3 separate regions of the Mus musculus genome follow, and all the other regions are linked to region 3. Evidence: chromatin contacts called from public Hi-C data. All regions are on one chromosome and are shown on one strand. Each heading gives the region's core, a stretch centred on a gene start, on an enhancer-like site or on the middle of the called end of the contact. The rest is flanking DNA. Distances are from core to core; before and after follow the strand shown.

Evidence for each region. Hi-C and Micro-C count contacts between places; a contact is called where the count stands out from the background.
Region 1: a contact with region 3 is called in a Hi-C map of uterus. The contact joins two enhancer-like sites. A contact is called at or near these places in 4 of 484 Hi-C or Micro-C datasets (the N1E-115 cell line, cardiomyocytes, nephron progenitors and 1 more) and 1 of 9 other capture datasets (embryonic stem cells).
Region 2: a Hi-C map of the N1E-115 cell line shows a contact between it and region 3, with 4 times the contacts expected there. The contact joins two enhancer-like sites. A contact is called at or near these places in 2 of 484 Hi-C or Micro-C datasets (the N1E-115 cell line and nephron progenitors).

Annotation. Positions count from the first base shown.
Region 1 is chr9:117,028,956-117,032,914 of GRCm38.p6, reverse strand. The region is part of intron 3 of Rbms3 (RNA binding motif, single stranded interacting protein); the gene reads left to right. Among named protein-coding and RNA genes, the nearest start is that of Gm39452, 160 kb to the left of the region's middle. Within about 2 kb of position 1,459, at least 58 of the 459 cell types and tissues checked have an H3K27ac peak or open chromatin away from gene starts, as enhancers often do. A contact at or near this core is called in the N1E-115 cell line and uterus, where this site is marked.
Region 2 is chr9:116,964,169-116,967,713 of GRCm38.p6, reverse strand. The region is part of intron 3 of Rbms3 (RNA binding motif, single stranded interacting protein); the gene reads left to right. Among named protein-coding and RNA genes, the nearest start is that of Gm39452, 230 kb to the left of the region's middle. Within about 2 kb of position 1,908, at least 16 of the 459 cell types and tissues checked have an H3K27ac peak or open chromatin away from gene starts, as enhancers often do. A contact at or near this core is called in the N1E-115 cell line, where this site is marked.
Region 3 is chr9:117,392,475-117,396,351 of GRCm38.p6, reverse strand. It overlaps a transcript of Rbms3 not described here. Among named protein-coding and RNA genes, the nearest start is that of Gm39451, 80 kb to the right of the region's middle. Within about 2 kb of position 1,946, at least 22 of the 459 cell types and tissues checked have an H3K27ac peak or open chromatin away from gene starts, as enhancers often do. A contact at or near this core is called in the N1E-115 cell line and uterus, where this site is marked.

The DNA of each region.
Region 1 (3,959 bases), core at 210-2,709, 360 kb after region 3:
ATGGAGGAGTGCTGTATGCTGGTTTACTCCACACTGCTTGCTCAGCTCTCTATACAACCCAGGACCACCTTCCCAGAGGTGACACTGCCCACTGTGGGCTGGACCCTTCCACATTAGTCATTCATTAAGAGCATGCCTCCACAGACTTGTCTACAGGCCATTTTCTTAACCGAGTTTCCTCTTCTCAGGTAACTTCAGCTCCTGTTGAATTGACAAAGAATGAAAAGAAAAGAACAAACAAACCCTATATTTATATGATATGATACTGGTGGCCACATTGAGAAGAAGAGTAACAAAATGGGGGGTTGACGTTAGGACTTTAAAGCTGAAGGTCCAGTTTGGAAGAACAGAAGTGTAACTGCTCTTGCAGTCTAAGGGATTTCGGGTCTCTCTGCTGGTACCGGGCTCTGTAGTTTGGAAGCAGAAGTTGGAAAGTGAATGGCAAACTTTCCTGATGATGTATGCTTTAAATTTGCATGTGATTGCGTTTCTTGTGGTACTAATATTTTCTCCCTTTCTCGTTATTTTTGACACTTTCAGTGGAAGCCCCTCTCCTTTACTGACTCTTAACTACCAATTTTAATGTCCTAAAGTCTGAATCTCAGCTAACAACAACAAAGTAGACAAAGTCAATAAATTGGGAAAGTCAACCCGTGCAAACCTTGCCTTATCTCTGAGCACATAATTAGGATTAGTTAGCACATGAAAGACTGGGAGCCAGCGCGTATGTTTTGCTGGTAAGCAAATAAATGTCACTGTCTCTAAGTTTTGAATTTGAGACTTTGGAAAGAAGTTAAAATTGCAGTTTATTCCTCGGCTACAGTCTGCAGTGAATCCAGCAAGTGGATCCTGAGCCACCTGACATGACAATTTGAGTCAAATTATTATGTAGAGTCCACAAAGAGTGTTAGACACTTTGAGTTTCATAATTGCAGACTAAGACTGTCCATGAACATTCCTGGAAGAAACAACTTACGTAGACTTCAGACTTCCAGGTCTGACATCAGGCTGTGCCTGTAATTCCATTTATACAGTTTCCAGTTGCTGGTCAGTCCATCCCACTCATGATTTCCTTTCCCACCAGGAAACAGACACAAAAGACTGGAAATTTAACACCAAGGACTCTTCAAGAAAAATAAGCCAAATGACCCAAAAGATCAATGGTGGTTGAGCTGCTCCTGGTAGATCAGTCTTAGGGCAAAGGTTATATAATATTCCTGGTTTGGTGGCAGGGGCATGAGACTGTACATACCCTCGTGCACCTTTGATATTTAAAATGCATCCATCCAAACAAATGGTCTTCCAACAGTCTATCTGCTCTTCATACCCTAGCAAGCCTTCCAGCGGCCCACGGCTGGAGGATATATTTGGAAAGAGTGCTTTTCTACCCTTAGCTCATCCAGGTAACTGGTCCAGAGCAGCCAGGCTCCCTCCCGAGATGTAAATAGCTATTACACGTTGGCGCTGTGTGTCATAAACCGGCTCTGTTATTTCCAGTAAGACTCCTTAGCTGCAGTTCCAAAGAATTGATTACGCAGGTCTCTCTCCTGAACACATCCCTTCCCCACTGACATTTACACTGGTCGAGGGTTTTTATGTAACTCGTTACAGCATCGTCTGAACCTTTAAAAATGGTGTTAGTCTTTCTAGAACCCTCTGGCCCAGGAGAAGCCGTTTATTGCACTTAAATGCTTAGAGTGGGACCCTGAACTTCTCTGATTGGAAAGCCTTTCAAGGAACTGATCTTGTTATTTTCCCAAGCTGGGCTGCAAGGAGCAAACGCAGATATCAGTGACCAAAAGGCCCCCTGCCTTCAAAATGCTGAGAAGCAAGGAAATGATCCCAGCGTTTAAAGCTTTCTAGTTTCCGCCTCTGTGACCCTTATCTGGACAGCTGTGAGGAACCTTGCCAACTGGCTCCCGCCCAGACTTTATGGGATCGCAGTGGAGGAAACGGTCTGGTCAGAAGAAACATTGTACAAATTGTTTCTAGTTTCAAAAACCTGTCTTTTGACAAAGCCATGATTTCCAGCCATGCTTTATTTTCATCTCCCTTCCCCAGCCCCAAGGGTGACTAGCTGTTACCCTACCAAGATTTTTTTTTCTCTTCTTTCGTAACTTCTGTGATTTTTTTTTTTCCATTTTGTTTTTGTTTTTCCAGTCTCTTTTGGGAGGGGTGTGTGAAAAAGCATGTGACCAGGGAACTTCTCTTTGAGAGATACTATATATTTTAAGAATTTCTGTTGCCTTCAGTTTGAATAAAATATCACTGAAGTGATCTTATAAAATGCACTTTTCCCTGCTGTCCCTCATTTCATTCTGTATTTTCTTCCTGGCCTGGCTTTTTCTACATTCCCAGTGGCCATAAAATGCTGGATGTCATCTCAAAATTGAATGCCCATAACTACTGTTGACACTGTCATATATGCTGTAGAAATGGTGTTCAGCTCTGTGTAGAACACTCTAGGCCTTTAGCTTTAGCCCTAGCCAAGAGCTTCAGTTTAAACAAGCTCAGGGGGTGTTAACTTTGTAACCAAAAACTAACAAGAAGCGCTGGAAAGAAAGTGGGTAGAGCTGGGAAGAGGGGAGAAGAAGGGAGAGCAGGGAGGGAAGGGGAGGATTCATTCATTTTGCCTTGCAGATTGACAATACATTTATCTTCTTGGCAGAGAAGGTATTGTGGCTCACGCTGTCCTCCACTGTGATGGCAGGGCTGAGGCAGCTGTCTCACATCTGGGCAGATCTAGAAGCAGTGCAAACTGGAAAATAGCTAAGGTCCATCTCCATTGACTCATTTCTCCCAACCTGGTTTCACTTCCTGAAGACTTCACCAAGCAGTGCCTAAATAGTACCAGCATCTTAGGGAGAAGCTTTCACATGCAAACCTGCAGGGGGCATTGAACATTCAAGGCAGCAGAAGATGGCTTTGTGAGCTAAAAGCCATGTTGAGGGTGTGAGGGCATAGTACTTTTCTGTAAAACAAACAAACAAACAAGAAAACAAAGCAACCACAACAAAACCAAAACTGCACACACACTCTTCTTTCTCTTCACGACTTCTTGGGAAGTTACACCAGTCAGATGTCTTGGCATGTTTTGTGTCATTCGGTACCAGCCTGGTGGGGTTTGCCCTTCCTCTCCTCAATGGTTTTTTTTTTTTTTCTAAAAGTTAGGTAGATTTGATGAGTGTTGGTAACATGAGACATGCATTTAAAATGGAGTCTAGTGGCCAAGCACTCAACAACGAGTGGGATTCATCCTTCTTAGATACGCAATTTAAATTTGATATGGCCTAGTATCTGTCACACTTTTGACATGCATTTCCTGATGTTAGTGATAAGCTATACTGCCCGAGTACTAGATGATAAAGAGATGGACAGTCACTTATAGCCTAGAGGGTTGTCTGAGCATGACAGTTAATGGTGATGTAATGGCCAGTAAGTACTTAAGAGGGATATGTGTTTCCCTTCTAACAACACATATTCCAACTCCTTACATCCTCCAGATTTTCACAGATGAGGCAGTCAAGGTGCTATGATCAAAGTTGTGTGGCCTCCAACCCACGGGGCCATAACAGTCTTAACTCTTATGCCACTGTGCACAAGCAAGGTGCTCTCAGACAAAAAAGACGATGTGTCTAAATCACCTCTAAGCTTGGCAAAGGCACAGAAGAAGCCACAGGGAGGAGGGGGAGGAGGCAGCATTTGAGCTTGACTCTGAAGGATGAGTGGAGGATATTTATCAAGTAGAGATGACAAGAAAAAAAATGTATGCAGAAAAGTAAAGATCTTGGCACAGCCAGGCAACTGCAGAAGTGCACAGCATTTTCCGATGGCTTAAATGTCCCATACCTGCATGGATGGAGCCATTAGCCATGCAACCCGCAGCACAAGCTGGAACCTTGTTATGGAATGGTTTGCACAAAAGCCAAAACAAAGATCTTGTGGCCAGACAGTGTGGA
Region 2 (3,545 bases), core at 659-3,158, 430 kb after region 3:
GAAGCATATATAAGGCTTCTTCTTATAATATTCCCAGTTATGGGCTTTGCTTTCTCTTCCTGCATGCATGGTGGATTCTGAAGATGGGTGTTGACTCTGAGCATCCCACACCAGCCATTTTGGGGATTCACTGAGTCTAAATATAGAGCACAGTATCACAGCTTGGCAGTGGTTCCCCTCCAATCAACGCTTGCTCACTAAGACCAGTACCTCTGCTCTGTGCTTGGGAGAACTCTATCGCCGCTGCCTGTTGTAAGACTGGAGCAAGGGGAGGAAGAGGGGAATGGGCAATCAGAGCTTAGATGGTAATCAGTTCTGCCTACCCAGTGGCCTGCAGTGACAGTGTTCTTATAGCTTGCTCCCATCATAGCTACAAACTCAGTAGGATGTTTTGTGAGTACCCCAGGCCCGTTCCTGCAGCCATCATTCTAACATTACCTTCTCTCTATACCAATGGAAGAGACATGTTGCTCAGATAATTCACAGACATCTATGAATGCAGCCTTTCAGCAAAGAGAGGCTTTCTGGAGGTTGGCCTGAAATTTATATCTACATTGACTGCTTGTTAAATCTCTGCCATGCAATAAAGTAATAATTGCCCCAGAAGAAGGCTAGGTAAACTGTGTGGACACTGAGTCTCAATAACACTTGGGCATTTCACCCGTCTCCTCAATAATGATCTTGATCCTAGTTTTGACTCTCAGTCAGCAGCAGTAATGTCTCCTATTTAAGAAAAGTCAACTGTACATGGTGATTTGGTAGACCCATCTGAACTCGGGTATAGCTCGGTATGATTTCTCAGGCACTATAAACAGAGAGAATGTCCGATTTTCAAGTGGTACTTGAAAGCAAGTTCCTTCACTTGTTGAGTTTGTCTGTCTTGTAACTGTTTTATTCAACCAGACTAAAAATCTTATGTCTTTTACCTAGCCTTTACTTTTTGTTTTTTGTTTGTTTTGTGCACAAATTGTAGTCTGTTCACCTCACCTGGAAACAGAGGTTTGCTTGTCCTTTCCAGGTATTACAGCAGTACTTCTGTATACCTACCTCCTGATCTAACTCACATGTGCACATAAAATGGGATGCAGACACGCACAAACACATGCACACAAACACACACACATATACACAGAGATACATACAAACATATACACACAAACACACACATACACACACAAACACATACAAACATGCACAGAAACACACACATACAAACACACATATACATACACACATAAATACACACACACATACAAACACACACATACAGACACACACAAACAGATACACACATACAAACACACACACATACAAACACACATACACACATACACACATACACACCCCATGTGTGTATCAACCGTTGAATATGTAAAGAGACTTTAATGAAACTCCAAACCCATCTTTGCACAATGGGTTTTGAAGGATAAAGGTCCCTGGAATATGTCACCTCTGACTGCAGGAGACAGACAAAGGGCCCTCGGGTGATACTGTAGAGTTAAGTTGTAATTAATATAGATTATTTCTCTAGAAGGTCATCCCACTGGTAGTGCCATGTAATAACAAAACCTTAAGTAAGCGCAGAAGGTACAAAGCATTTCAGGGAAGCATTGATTAAGCCTGTGGATGGAAGACCGAATTCTCAGAATGACCTAATTATCCCACAGTTCCTTTCCTCCCATGGCGCCACTTCCGCCTAATTGCCAAGCTGCAGGCCTGGTCTCCTCTGACCAGGAAGAAAAACAAGCTCTGGCTGGTGGGGGGTGGGGGTAGGAGGGAACAGTGACATTCAGATCTAATTGGCTTGAACCTGTGGCCAAATTAGATGACATAAGAAGGAGGTGGGTGCGCAGCCACCAAGTTGAGTTTGTCCTGGCTAGCCTTTCCTGGGGTGCTGCAGGGTAGAAAGCACCATGAGCTGGGTGGGGCTGCTCTGCTGCCTTTCTCCTGCCAGCTGCAGGGGCAGAGGTGGCCGTGACCAGACTTAATTATTTGTCGGGAAGGAGAGCAAATTGAAACCAAATTAAAGTGATTTTTATCCCTCACTCAACGCATCGCTGTTTCTTATTAGAGCCAGCCTTGTATGTCATTTTGTTTTCTCCCGGCCGTGATGTAGCTCTTACCCTCGTAAACCTCCAAGACGCCACGTTTTCTTCCAGAATGGAAATATCTTTCACGGTTTCTTGAGACATTTTGACCTCTGGTCCCTCACTTAGACCAGTAAAAGTATACATGAATATCCCACAACTGGAGAGTGTTTACTCGCTCTTTATTCTAAGTCTGTATGCAGAATCTTTTGCTTCTTGTTGGCTTGGAGCCACCCCCACAAGTGTGGGGTCCCTCATTGTCCCCAGAATTCAGTCAAAAATTTCCCGAGAGAAAGCTCAGGGTGCCTTGTGGAAATTGGCTAAGTATGTATAGGAGCACAGCCTCCTGAAGAGCCAGACCTAGATTCTCTAATATACTGTGTGGAGAATGGGACTTGAAGTACAAGGAGGAATCTGATGTGTGGGGCAAAAACATCTCCTGTACTAGCTTTGTCAGCTAGCCTATTTCAGCCTATCTGCAGGTGGCAAAGGCTGCCATTTACAGCTACTTAAGATGTTACATGGTCCTCCTCCTCCTCCTCCTCCTCCTCCTCCTCCTCCTCCTCCTCCTGGGAGGTGGAAGTCCCACCTTCTTCCTTTCATCCAGTAACTGACTTCTGCCTTCTTTATTGACACTATCAAGAACCAACCCTCTACCTGCTGAAGGAAGAAATGAATTCAGGGCTATGATGTGGGAAAGGAAGCAAGTCATTGGGGTGGCCTTGTGGGTTTATAAACCAGCCCCCTTCCTACCTGCTCTCTGCCTGACTGTCGATACTGTGACCAGTTTTCTCCTGTTCTTGCTGCCATGCCTCCCCGCTATGACAGAACTAAGAGCCGGGATAAGCCATTCCCTTTCAGTTGCTTGTGTGGGGCACTTGGTCACAGCACTGACTGAGATACGTAACACACACACAGCCAGGGCGCTTCTTCCTTCCAGTGACTGTGGGTTCTGGGGCAGCATGTCTATGTCTGTGCAGAGGTGCCTGGGCCTGCGCCTTCTTGGATAGGATGTTTTATGAATTGTCTACTTGTTTTCACAAAGCTTGGATCTCTTCTCAGCTTGGTCTCCCCTACTTTCCTACTTCTTGCTCAAAACTACAAAGAAGTCTATAGCGTGCCCTAGTAGTTGGCCAAAAAATACTTCTGAATCGCTGAAATGAGTTTTAGTCATTTCCTTTGAATTCACACAATAAGGACACACACACACACACACACACACACACACACACACTCATCTTATAAAGAAAATGAAAACTCAGTTAACCCAATTGAAGGATGAGAGATGACTCCATTAGTTTAAGTGTTTGCAGTACACTAATGAGGCTCTAGGCTCAAACCCAGCACCCATATGAAACATTAGACATAATGATAGACATTTGTAATTGTAATGCTAGAAGATGGAGACAGGCAAATCCCTGGGGCTTACTGGCCACCCAGTCTTGCCTACACAGTAAG
Region 3 (3,877 bases), core at 697-3,196:
GAGCACTTTGGGTTTTGAGAGAAAGTCCATCACCTGTGTGGCTCAAAGGTTAGGTTGGTTGCTGTCCTGTAGGCCCAAGGATCCCCTTGCCCCCACATTCCCAGCCCTAGGATTACATGGGTGGATCACCAATGCTGGCTGTTTGCAAGTGTCCTGGGTCTCTAACTCAGGTCCTCATGTTTGTGTGTCAAGCATTTGTGACAGCCATCTTGCCAGGCCAGCATTGATTGCATTTCATCTGGAGTGAATAGAGCCCCAGGTGTGTGGTGGCCCTGTCATTGTCTCTACCTGTCCTTTATTGGCTGCCTACCTTGTTTTAACATCACCACACATCAGGGCCTCAATCCCAAACCAGCCCTGGCCTTTCCCCTTTTATCATGAGATTTCTCTCTTGTTATTTCTTCTTCACTGAATTCTCATTCCCCACTCATCATTATCAAATCCCATTTGCATGTCAAGACTGGCCCTTCATGTCAGTTTCCATGTTTGGTCCTTCAGGGTGATTTAGGGACATCTTTTCTAGACTGGCAATGCTTTGAACATCTAACACCATTTTTCTCTTGTTCAGCCTGGGCCATCTTTTAGTTCTTAGTAACATTTAAGTCAGTCTTTATGCACTGCCCAACCAAAACTACCAGGAGTCCCCTACTAAATGTTCCTCAGTGCCTTCTTCCCATTAGATAAACTCCACTTATTGAATCATTAAGTTTCAGAGAGCTTAGGAAAGACGGCCAGGTGCTCCAGGCCTGGGCTTTCAGCTGAGCCCTAAAACAAGTGACTTACATAGAAGATGACACTGAGATACAGCTTTGTCAGTTTGGTGCTTCATGAGTGAAGCTCTAGCTTCAGCCCTCAGCACCACATAAACCAGGCACGAGGGTGAAAGCTTGTAGCCCAGTACTCAGGGTGGCGGAGGTAGGAGGGTCAGGAGTTCATGACCAGCTTTGACTATGGCTATGTAGGGAGTTTAAGGCCATCTTGAGCTACATGAGACCTAGCCTCTGAAAAAACCAAAACCAAGACCAAGACCAAGAGCAAGACCAAGACCAAGACCAAGACCAAGACCAAGACCAAGACCAAGACCAAAACCAAAACCAAAACCAAAACCAAAACCAAAACCAAACCAAGACCAAGACCAAGACCAAGACCAAAACAAAAGCAAAAACCAAAACCAAAACAAAAACCAAACCAAACCAAACCAAACCAAACAAGCCTAAATAAATTTGATTGAAATATCCTAGAAAAGGCTTCATAATCAAAACTCCAATAAGGACAATATCAATGGACACAGTAACATGGAAGGGAGAGTTTTCAGTGGATCTCACCCCTAGAACTGCAGCTACTAATTACTATTAAGAGGAGAATAGCCACTCCCAGGGATGAGGCCTCTCATTGATTGTCTAATACAGAGTGGTCAGCTCAAAAAAATATACATATTATATGTTTAATATTATTAATATATTTGCATATAATATGTATGTGCAATAGTAATCAAAGAACAGGGCTATCACCTGGAAAGGGGTGGACTGAGAGACGTGTGAAGGAGGGTAGGGAAGGGAAGTTAGAAGTAATGTGATTTTATTTCAATCAGAAACATATTTTAAAACAAGTAACATAAGATAACAAGATGCTTGTGTACTGACCAGCATAGCAGACACCCTCAGAAAAGATGTGATATCATCCAGAAAGAGAATCTGAATTGTTTGTCCTGGTGCTGCATTTATAACTTCTAATCTGACAAAGAGTGGCCACAAGTCTTGTTCACTCTCTAGTACGTAACACGAAATGCCGTTTTCAGAGGATCCATCTCCACTCAATGCAGGATGCTTTCTGTTGACTGTACATGGTACTTAACAAAGACGTCTCACACCAGTGCCCCAAGACAAGTCTGTAATAGCCACCACTTCTGTTTCCAAGCTGCAGACGGTAGGGGTAGACAGAAGTCTGCGTGTGACAGAGCTGAGGGCCTCTTCTCAACCACACGCTTCGCTCTTGGAACAAGGCCAGCTAGGGGCTGTCTGGATTCTCTGTGAGCCGGCTCCAAACTGACATATTTATTATCAAGGAGGGAAAGTCGCCTGATGCTGGATCACTGATGTTTGCCTTGCAGTGTTTTCTTGCAGAAAATTGCAAGAAAGTGATTGAACCGATCTTGGCAAGGAAACCGCAGAGAAATCTGCCCTTTTTTAAGGGCAACGTCTTCAAAACATCCTTGAAGATTGGGAAAATGGGCTATTTCCTTTTTACTCTGTTTTTATAAGATGAATGATATATCAGGAAAATAAATAATGACAGCGTAGGAGGGGTCAGTGGTACTTTTATTTCAGAGACTGGAGAATTCTCATAAAATGTTTTAGCTGTCCTTGTTTAGGATGTTGGGGATTTATTTATAAATGACTATTTGGCCCAATGCTAATAAAATATCTGCATTCTGTTGGTGCAACATACAAATTGTGTGTGTGTGTGTGTGTGTGTGTGTGTGTGTGTGTGTGTGTGTGTGGAGTGTGGGTACAGATGGAGCTCTAGGCGCAACTGCATTTCTTCACAGGAATGTGTTTTGCTATCTGCCTCTCGCCTCCGTCCTAGTGAGCAGCGTTATTAACATCTCTTCAAACTTTTGAAGTGAGCACGCGTGCACACTTAACAGAAATTAGAGGAACTTGGACGGAGCCATGCTTCTTAGCTCTTCTTGGTAATGAAGAGGCACATCCTTAATTAAGAACAATTGAGACGAGTGAAAAGTGTAACCATTTAACGGTATTTTGCAGTGTGGGCTCTGCACCACTTTGGTCAAAGGGATTAAGATACTGTTTGTCTATAAGAACTATAAGTCAGATGCTTAGAAAATTTTCAAGGTAAAATAACTTACAATTTATTGAATTCCAATAGCATCTTGTCCCTGTTGAACTGGTTACGATCCATGGTGCAGGAACTCATTTCTGGTACAGGTGGGCAATACAGAGACTGTGAACCTTCACAGCTTTTGCTGGGATAGATTCTTCTCCCAGCCTCTGATTGCTAGACCTGGAACTTCTGATCATCTTCTATTGAAAGATGGCATTATATTCGGCTCCTTTAGTTTTTTCTTCTTCTTCCCCCCCCCTTCTATCTTACTGAAAAAAAAAAGAAGCTATATAAACCTGGATGGGGCCAGAGAGATGGCTCAGTGGTTAAGACCACTTACTTTCCAGAGAACTCAGGATTGATGTTCACCACGCACACGATGGCTCACACCTCCTGTAGCTCTAGGTGTAGAGGGCAGGGTGAAGGACTTGGTTTTGCAGATGGTGGTCTGTAGGTTCTACTACAGCTTTGGTAATATTGGAAATCTGGGGAAGATCTCATTTGAAATTGTCAAATGTTGCCATACATACTTGGGTTATAATAAAGGTCCTACCTCTTCCTAGCAGCCCCCACTCCCAAGGTTTCGGTCTCTGCAGCAGAAGGGAGTATTGACTGACACTGTGTCCCACTAAATCACAAGTGGATGGCTCTGGGTTGCTGTCTGGGATCTCAAATACCTTCCCTCAGTGTTAAGTTGAATTTTCAGCAAGAGGAGGTGGATGAGAGAGACTTGTTAGAGTCTCAGCTTTCAGCTCTTAACCATAACACATTTAGGGCATTGGCAAATTGACTGCTTTGCATCTTGTTTTGAGTATGAGGAGACATGAATAAAAATGTTGCATAGTCAGTGACTAATGTGATCTAAGTCTTACAGAAAACGCCAGGTAAGCATAATGCTAGAGCGGCCATGTTCAGGAGTGAGTGGTCAATTGGGAGTTTTACTAGATATGGGTTTTGGTGCTTTTCTTTGAAAGGAAAATAAAATTCCTTAGTTATCTAGTATCTATCATATCATCTATTTTTCATCTCTTAT